Linked DNA regions of Hordeum vulgare: region 2 is linked to region 1. The links are chromatin contacts, called in public Hi-C maps. All regions are on one chromosome and are shown on one strand. Each heading gives the region's core, a stretch centred on a gene start, on an enhancer-like site or on the middle of the called end of the contact. The rest is flanking DNA. Distances are from core to core; before and after follow the strand shown. Region 1 holds the start of LOC123434491. Region 2 holds the start of LOC123434543 (tubulin-folding cofactor D).

Evidence for each region. A called contact is a pair of places that touch in the nucleus more often than the background predicts.
Region 2: a contact with region 1 is called in a Hi-C map of seedling, with 6 times the contacts expected there. The contact joins the promoter of LOC123434543 here to the promoter of LOC123434491 in region 1. A contact is called at or near these places in 5 of 6 Hi-C or Micro-C datasets (leaf and seedling) and 1 of 1 datasets of contacts at active chromatin or transcription factors (embryo).

What each region holds. Positions count from the first base shown.
Region 1 is chr1H:333,667,457-333,670,600 of MorexV3_pseudomolecules_assembly, forward strand. It overlaps LOC123434491, which reads right to left and starts at 1,627. Exons shown (of 2, transcript XM_045115515.1): 1 at 1,485-1,627; 2 at 1-672. The coding sequence starts at 611. The coding sequence ends at 180.
Region 2 is chr1H:334,250,256-334,253,399 of MorexV3_pseudomolecules_assembly, forward strand. LOC123434543 (tubulin-folding cofactor D) reads left to right here and starts at 1,431. Exons shown (of 17, transcript XM_045115518.1): 1 at 1,431-1,748; 2 at 2,174-2,721; 3 at 2,907-3,009; 4 at 3,132-3,144. The coding sequence starts at 1,527. LOC123434575 reads right to left here and starts at 1,340. Exons shown (of 6, transcript XM_045115520.1): 1 at 1,186-1,340; 2 at 1,024-1,079; 3 at 823-946. The coding sequence starts at 1,258.

The sequences.
Region 1 (3,144 bases), core at 377-2,876:
CATGAAACTGAATTTATACTACATAGACATTATTTAGTGCCTCTAAAGGAGTCTCATATCCCTTCATAAGTCTACAAAGAAGGAAGCTCTTATAGTTTCCATCCTGTCAAAGAAGGGGAAATGGAGTAGAGATCCGCATAAGGTAGCCGGGAAAAGAAAAGATGGAAGTCTCGTTAGCTCTAGCTCAGGTCCATGCCATCTCCAGCTTGGCTCGGTATCGGAGACACGGCGGAGTAGGACCTCTCAAAAGGGGAAGGATGAAGCTGTGCACCACGCCTGCGCTTAAAGGAGCACCCTTCATGGCTGTCAGCTTCATGCTTCCTCCGAATCCCCCTCACAGCCTGCAGCTCCAGTGGCGAGAGCGGGAACAACTGCCCACTCACTCGGCAGAGCGAGTTGTGGTTGTCATAGAGGATCCTCTGGTTACAGTTTTTGTCACAGATGTGTGTCAATCCAGTCAGTTTGCAGCGGTACATGTTTCCAAAGATGTGCTCATTCTGGCACCTCTTGTCACACTTGTGACTGGGGACTTGCCCTTCTGTGTTAAGAATAGTGGACAAGAAAATCACATTGCTGGGCTCAGCAATCACAGATTTGCCAAGTACCTCCATTGTTCTGCCGCAAGACACCTCTTCACAGACCCCCTTTTCTTGGTTTCTGAGATGGGAGTTTCTGCAACCCAGAATAAGAATTTGCTTCAGAATTTTGTTTTGAAGCACTTGCATATGACCAACGCGGTGACAGTTGTTGCTGCTATTACTGAGCCAGTTCATAGAATAAATTACAGTAAATCTGAGCGGACTTTTGCACTGACACAAGAAAAATCTATTAAAAGTGACACAACCTCGCGAAATTGCCACTAGATTAGCATGCGAGATTTATCACAGATTTGCAATACTTACGCCACAAATTTCTACAGATAAATCTCGGTCACCTATGATTTCTGAATTCTAACATTACTGACAGGATTCAATACGAATCCGTTGGCGCTTTGGCAGACCACGACCAGTAAAATCCCACGACACCAAACCTAACTGAATCATTTGGATAGCACAGTCCACCTGGCATCTCAAACTACAAACGAATCCAAAAAGCCCCCCCCCCCAAAAAAAAAATTTTTTAATATAAAATTCTCAGGTACAAACAAAACCTAATTCACAAGTCAGCACCTACCCCTCATAATCCTGCAGGTAAACCAAACACCTGCCTGCCCCTTCCCAGGTTCACAATTTTACCAGATCTAAACGGTGAAACCCCCACCTACCGCACCACCCGCGATAAATTCGCACCAAAATCACGAACAGCGGCACCACAGCGCCAAAATCTACACTCCAATTAGCGATTCGGGTCGACAAAACCCGCATGCAAACGCCTCCTAGCAACCGCTCACGGCCTCCCCTCCCTCCTCGTCGAAACACCCCTAAAATCTGAGGTGAAAACCTCAGAAGAACAGCATGATAGAGGGTAGAGGCGAGGGCACGTACCAGTAAAGGCCGAAGGCGGAAGAGGAGACGGGGTAAGAACACGGGCGGCCTTCGGTCTCTCCTTCCTCTCCCTCTCCCTCTCTCTCTCTCTCCGCCAGGGAACGGGAACCTCTCGTGGAGTCAATAGCAACGGCCCGGACAAAGAGGGGTTGGGGAGGGGTGGGTGCCCATTTATAGGATCCATGCCGTTGGCCGAAATGCCGAATGACCAGAATGCCCATGGGACGTCGACACGGAGGAGCTCACTCGCTCACTGTCCGCCCCTGCTTCCGCGGATCGGTCCGGCTCGGATATCGGCTCTATCCGTCCTGTCTCCTCGAGGTTAACCCACACTCCTGCTCCCCTTGTCATTTGGTGCTAATACTATATTAGCACGAACCTTTTTCTTTAGACAAGGCACATGATAGCTCACATGCAGCTCAGTTTGTTGTTGGCACGCCGTGCGGTTTTGTGCGCGTTTGGATGTTCGTTCGTTCGTAAAATGTCTCCCGATCAAATTTCAAAAGGTTACAAGGTACGACTTTGAGAAAGAAATGTGAGATTGCCATAAGTTCAAGTACATTTAAAGATGGAGTACCAGATTTAAGAGATATAATTGTAGGCCAATGTTAAATGGCGAATAATTTGTACTCGCTCCGTCCAGGTGTATTGTGCATCTAAGAAAGGTTAGCGCAACCAAGGTGTGAGGAGATTGATCGAAAGGAAAATTTTCAACAGTCCAAGAAGCCAATCACCATGCACTTATCTCCCATTGAAACTTAACAATAAATTCTGTATTAAATCCTCTTTCCAAACATCCACATCCATTCACCTTTCCAATACTTTTGTGGTGAGTAGCAAATCAGCTCAATGAGAAAAATTGCATGCATGCAATACACGGCTGATGTAGTATATAGCAAATCAGCTCACATATTCAATTTTCGAGGCAATAAATGTAGCATCATCCTTCTTATTGGACTTGCATGATGGATATAGAAAACGATGCATGCATAGCCACTCATTTCCTTTCTCTAAACTCTATGCATTAAATATGGCGTGGGATTCAAAGCATTTTAACTCTATTAGACTCAAAATAAGCCTAATATAATAAAAATCTAAAAATTTTAAGATGAGCCCTATAAATCAGAAAGGAGGGAGTAAGAGTTTCAATTGTAGCAACTGTAATGTCCAAAATTTTGGCCAAAATAGACTTCCGTTTGGGTTGCAATCGCTGACTTGATGATCATACGAGTCTTGGGAATAATTGACATGTCTATAAACAAAATTCTAAAGATACATAGATTAAAGCTAAGATGCAATCAAGCGGAAAAAATCATAATGTCACGAGAGTGCTATTGATGAGGACATTAATATCATTGTTACGCTCACAGCCCCTGCTGTTATACATACTGAACGAGTTAATAGAACTCGCGCAGTGATGGGTATATGTACCCTACACCTCTATTGTCAGGTTTATTCCCACGAAAGTTAACGCCCACCTTGGGGCAGGCGTCTAAGCGACTTCCGGCAAGTTTGCAATTTTCACTCTCTATCATGTCTTCCAGCTGCGACTCGTTCATGGGTGGCGAGATCCGTTTTGGCACGCTCATCTTCATCGCCGACGATTCAGCATGGCTTCAGGAAGCGCCACTCGACATCGAGGCGCTCCCGATCCGTGGAG
Region 2 (3,144 bases), core at 181-2,680, 580 kb after region 1:
GCACCGAGCTGCCCCTTGCCTTGTGACCATGAGGTCACGGGTTCGAGTCCTGGAAACAGCCTCTTGCAGAAATGCAGGGAAAGACTGCGTACAAAAGACCCAAAGTGGTCAGACTCGGACCCTGCGCAAGCGGGAGCTATATGCACAGCACCACGCTGCCTCAAACTTTGGATACCTACAACCCCTTGATCATTTATCCAATATGTCGAGAGACGGTTGGGGCAAGGATCAGAAGCTCATACAGTGCTGCAATTTGCTTGTCAGTATGGAAGGCCCATAATAACGTGTGCTGTAAACAGTCATACTTGTTTATCCTAACATGATTGTTTTTGAAGCGCTCAAGTGGAACTGTGGGAGTAGTACTATCTACAACTTACTAGGAAAGGTTTCGTGCTATGGATGCCAATCAATATACAACATGAAGGCTCTAACGAAGCTCATGAGTTAAGATAACCACGAGAATAATCGAAGTACTGAAGTCTCCTAGTTTCGCTAGTCCCACACAAGGAGTGACCTGTGACCATCGTCGGCGACTTGGCAATGCTTTCTCTGGATTGTCTATAGACTTTTTAGCTCAGTGACACCAATTATATAATTTCAACTCATAGTTTTAAGCTCCCCATTTTAGCTCAGTAATACCAATTTATATAGTTTTTCAGACTTCCACTGAACTATGCAGTCATTTCATCTACTGAAACTAGTAAAGGCTTGTAGGATCTCATGGCGATTTTGCTACTAAGACCAGATTGAGATCCAATGTTCTGGTCAGAAGACAGGGAATCTGGAAACAAAAGCTCAGAACAGTTGTAATGGACTCATCACCAAATTCCCCCAACAGAATGGCCAGCAGCCCGGCGGCCACGGACAGCACGGCGAACTTGTTTATCTCCGCCCCCTTCGACAGCGACAGCAGCAGCGACGCGCCCCCAGCGACTTGGTGCAGCATCTACAGAAAGCAAACCACGACGAGCACTTGTCAGATCAGCGATGACAAGAATGGTGAGCCAGCGCGCCGGTCCGTACCTGCACGAGGATGAGCCGGGCGAGGCGGGATCTGCCGTCGGCGACCCTCTGGTACCCTGCAATGGCGCGCGAGAATCGCGGATGTTTTGGGGCTGGATTAGGCCTGCCGAAGCGAACAAGAAGGTAGCTCGGGTTTGGGGTTTTGGTGCGCTGGATGCTTACGGGAGTCGACGACCATGCGGTAGGAGAAGTCGGAGCCATCCGTGCCGGACGGCCGGCCGCGCCGCTGCTGCATCGGGATGGACGACGACGGCGACGGTGCTCGCGGGGAAGGAAGGAGAGGTCTGTCCAGGCAGGAGGCGCCTTCCTGCGTGCGAGAGTCTTGTAGACAGAAAATACGCCTCCTAGTCACAGATGCGTAAAGAAAGGGAATACGCCTGTGGTGCTATTAAGCGTCAGGCGATCAGAGACACGCACAAACACGACGGCGCAGTCTCCGGCACACTCGCAAGTCGCAGCCACCTGTCCACTCCGCCGCCGCCATTCCCACAGAGACTGTCTCCATGCCTGTCACACCTGACCAGTCCGCAGGCACTGGCGCTGGGGATGCCTCGAGTGGTCCTACTGCCGCCGCCGCTGTCTGCGACGACGTGCACGACTCCAAGGAGGTCGTCCTGCGGCGGTACTTTCTCCAGGAATGGGAGCTGGTCTCCGCCATCCTCCGCCGCATCGTCGCCGCTGGCGGCGTCGCGGAACCCGCCGACGTCCACAGGATCCGCTCCATCGTAAGCTCTCTCCCCCACCCCTTCTCCGGATGTTACCTGTCGCTGAACCATAGATCCCTACGAGAATAATGCCTAGCCCTGTAAGAAAATGCTGGATTCTGCTTGTCTGGTCACGGAAGAGCTTAATCTGTTTCAGCGTTGATTGTTAATTGCACACACAAAATCTGAAGAGGTCATGTAAATTTTCAAGCCCCGTGCTCTTGGGAAATGGCAAACCCTTGTTTGAATGCCTTTTTTTTTCAGTGAACACTCGATGAACGCTCCATAGTGTAGGGTGCTGTTTAAGCTGTTTAGTGGACTAGCTATCAAATTTGCACTGGGAATTGATTGGTTTTGTCAATCTGTGAACTAGTGCAATTTATGCCAAACCCTTCATGCTTAAAAGCTTGATACAAATTAATGCCATGGTTTTTGTTGGGAAATAGATGGACAAATATCAAGAAGAAGGTCAACTTCTCGAGCCATACCTAGAAGACATCATCTCACCACTTATGTCCTTGGTTCGATCAAAGATAATGGAACTTGGTGCTGCCACAGATGAGCTCCTTGAAATCATCAAGCCTCTGTGTATTATCATCTACACCCTGGTTACAGTCTGTGGGTATAAGAGCGTCATCAAATTCTTCCCTCATCAGGTTTCTGATCTAGAGCTTGCAGTTGCTCTCCTTGAGAAGTGCCATACAATGAGCTCAGCGACAGCTCTTAGGCAAGAGAGCACAGGAGAAATGGAGACGAAGTGTGTCGTTCTGTTGTGGCTTTATATACTGATATTAATTCCGTTCGATATCTCCTCCGTTGACACGAGCATTGCTGCCACTGCTGACGTGCCTGGGTCTGAGGTTGTTCCGCTTGTGACAAGGATATTGGACATCTGTAAGGATTATCTCTCCAACTCTGGTCCGATGAGAAGGATGTCAGGGTTGCTGCTTGCAAGGCTGTTGACTCGTCCAGACATGCTGAAGGCCTTCAGCAGGTTATCTTTTTCAGCTTATAGCCATTATGCATATACATTTCATATTGCTAAATTACCTTCAAAAGTATCCTGTCACCGGAGCACTGTCAAGTTTCTGTCACTACTAGGAACTTTTTTATGTCTAAATTTGTATTTAGCTAACTTCACCGTGTGGATGTAATGAGTTGCCTTTATTTTGTCTTCAGTTTTATGGAATGGGCACACAAAATCTTGTTGTCTGTCACAGATGACTTTGTGGATCAATTTAGGTCCATTGGCATAGTGGAAGCTTTAGCATCAATATTTAAGGTTTGCCGTTGTCGTTGTTTGTTTCTTTCTAACGTCATACTGCATATGTTAGTAGAGATATCTGTTCCTAGCCTAATAATTCTGCGAACACCATATTTTTCTTTTCGTTCCTCCTGTTGCAGATTGGTAATAGGA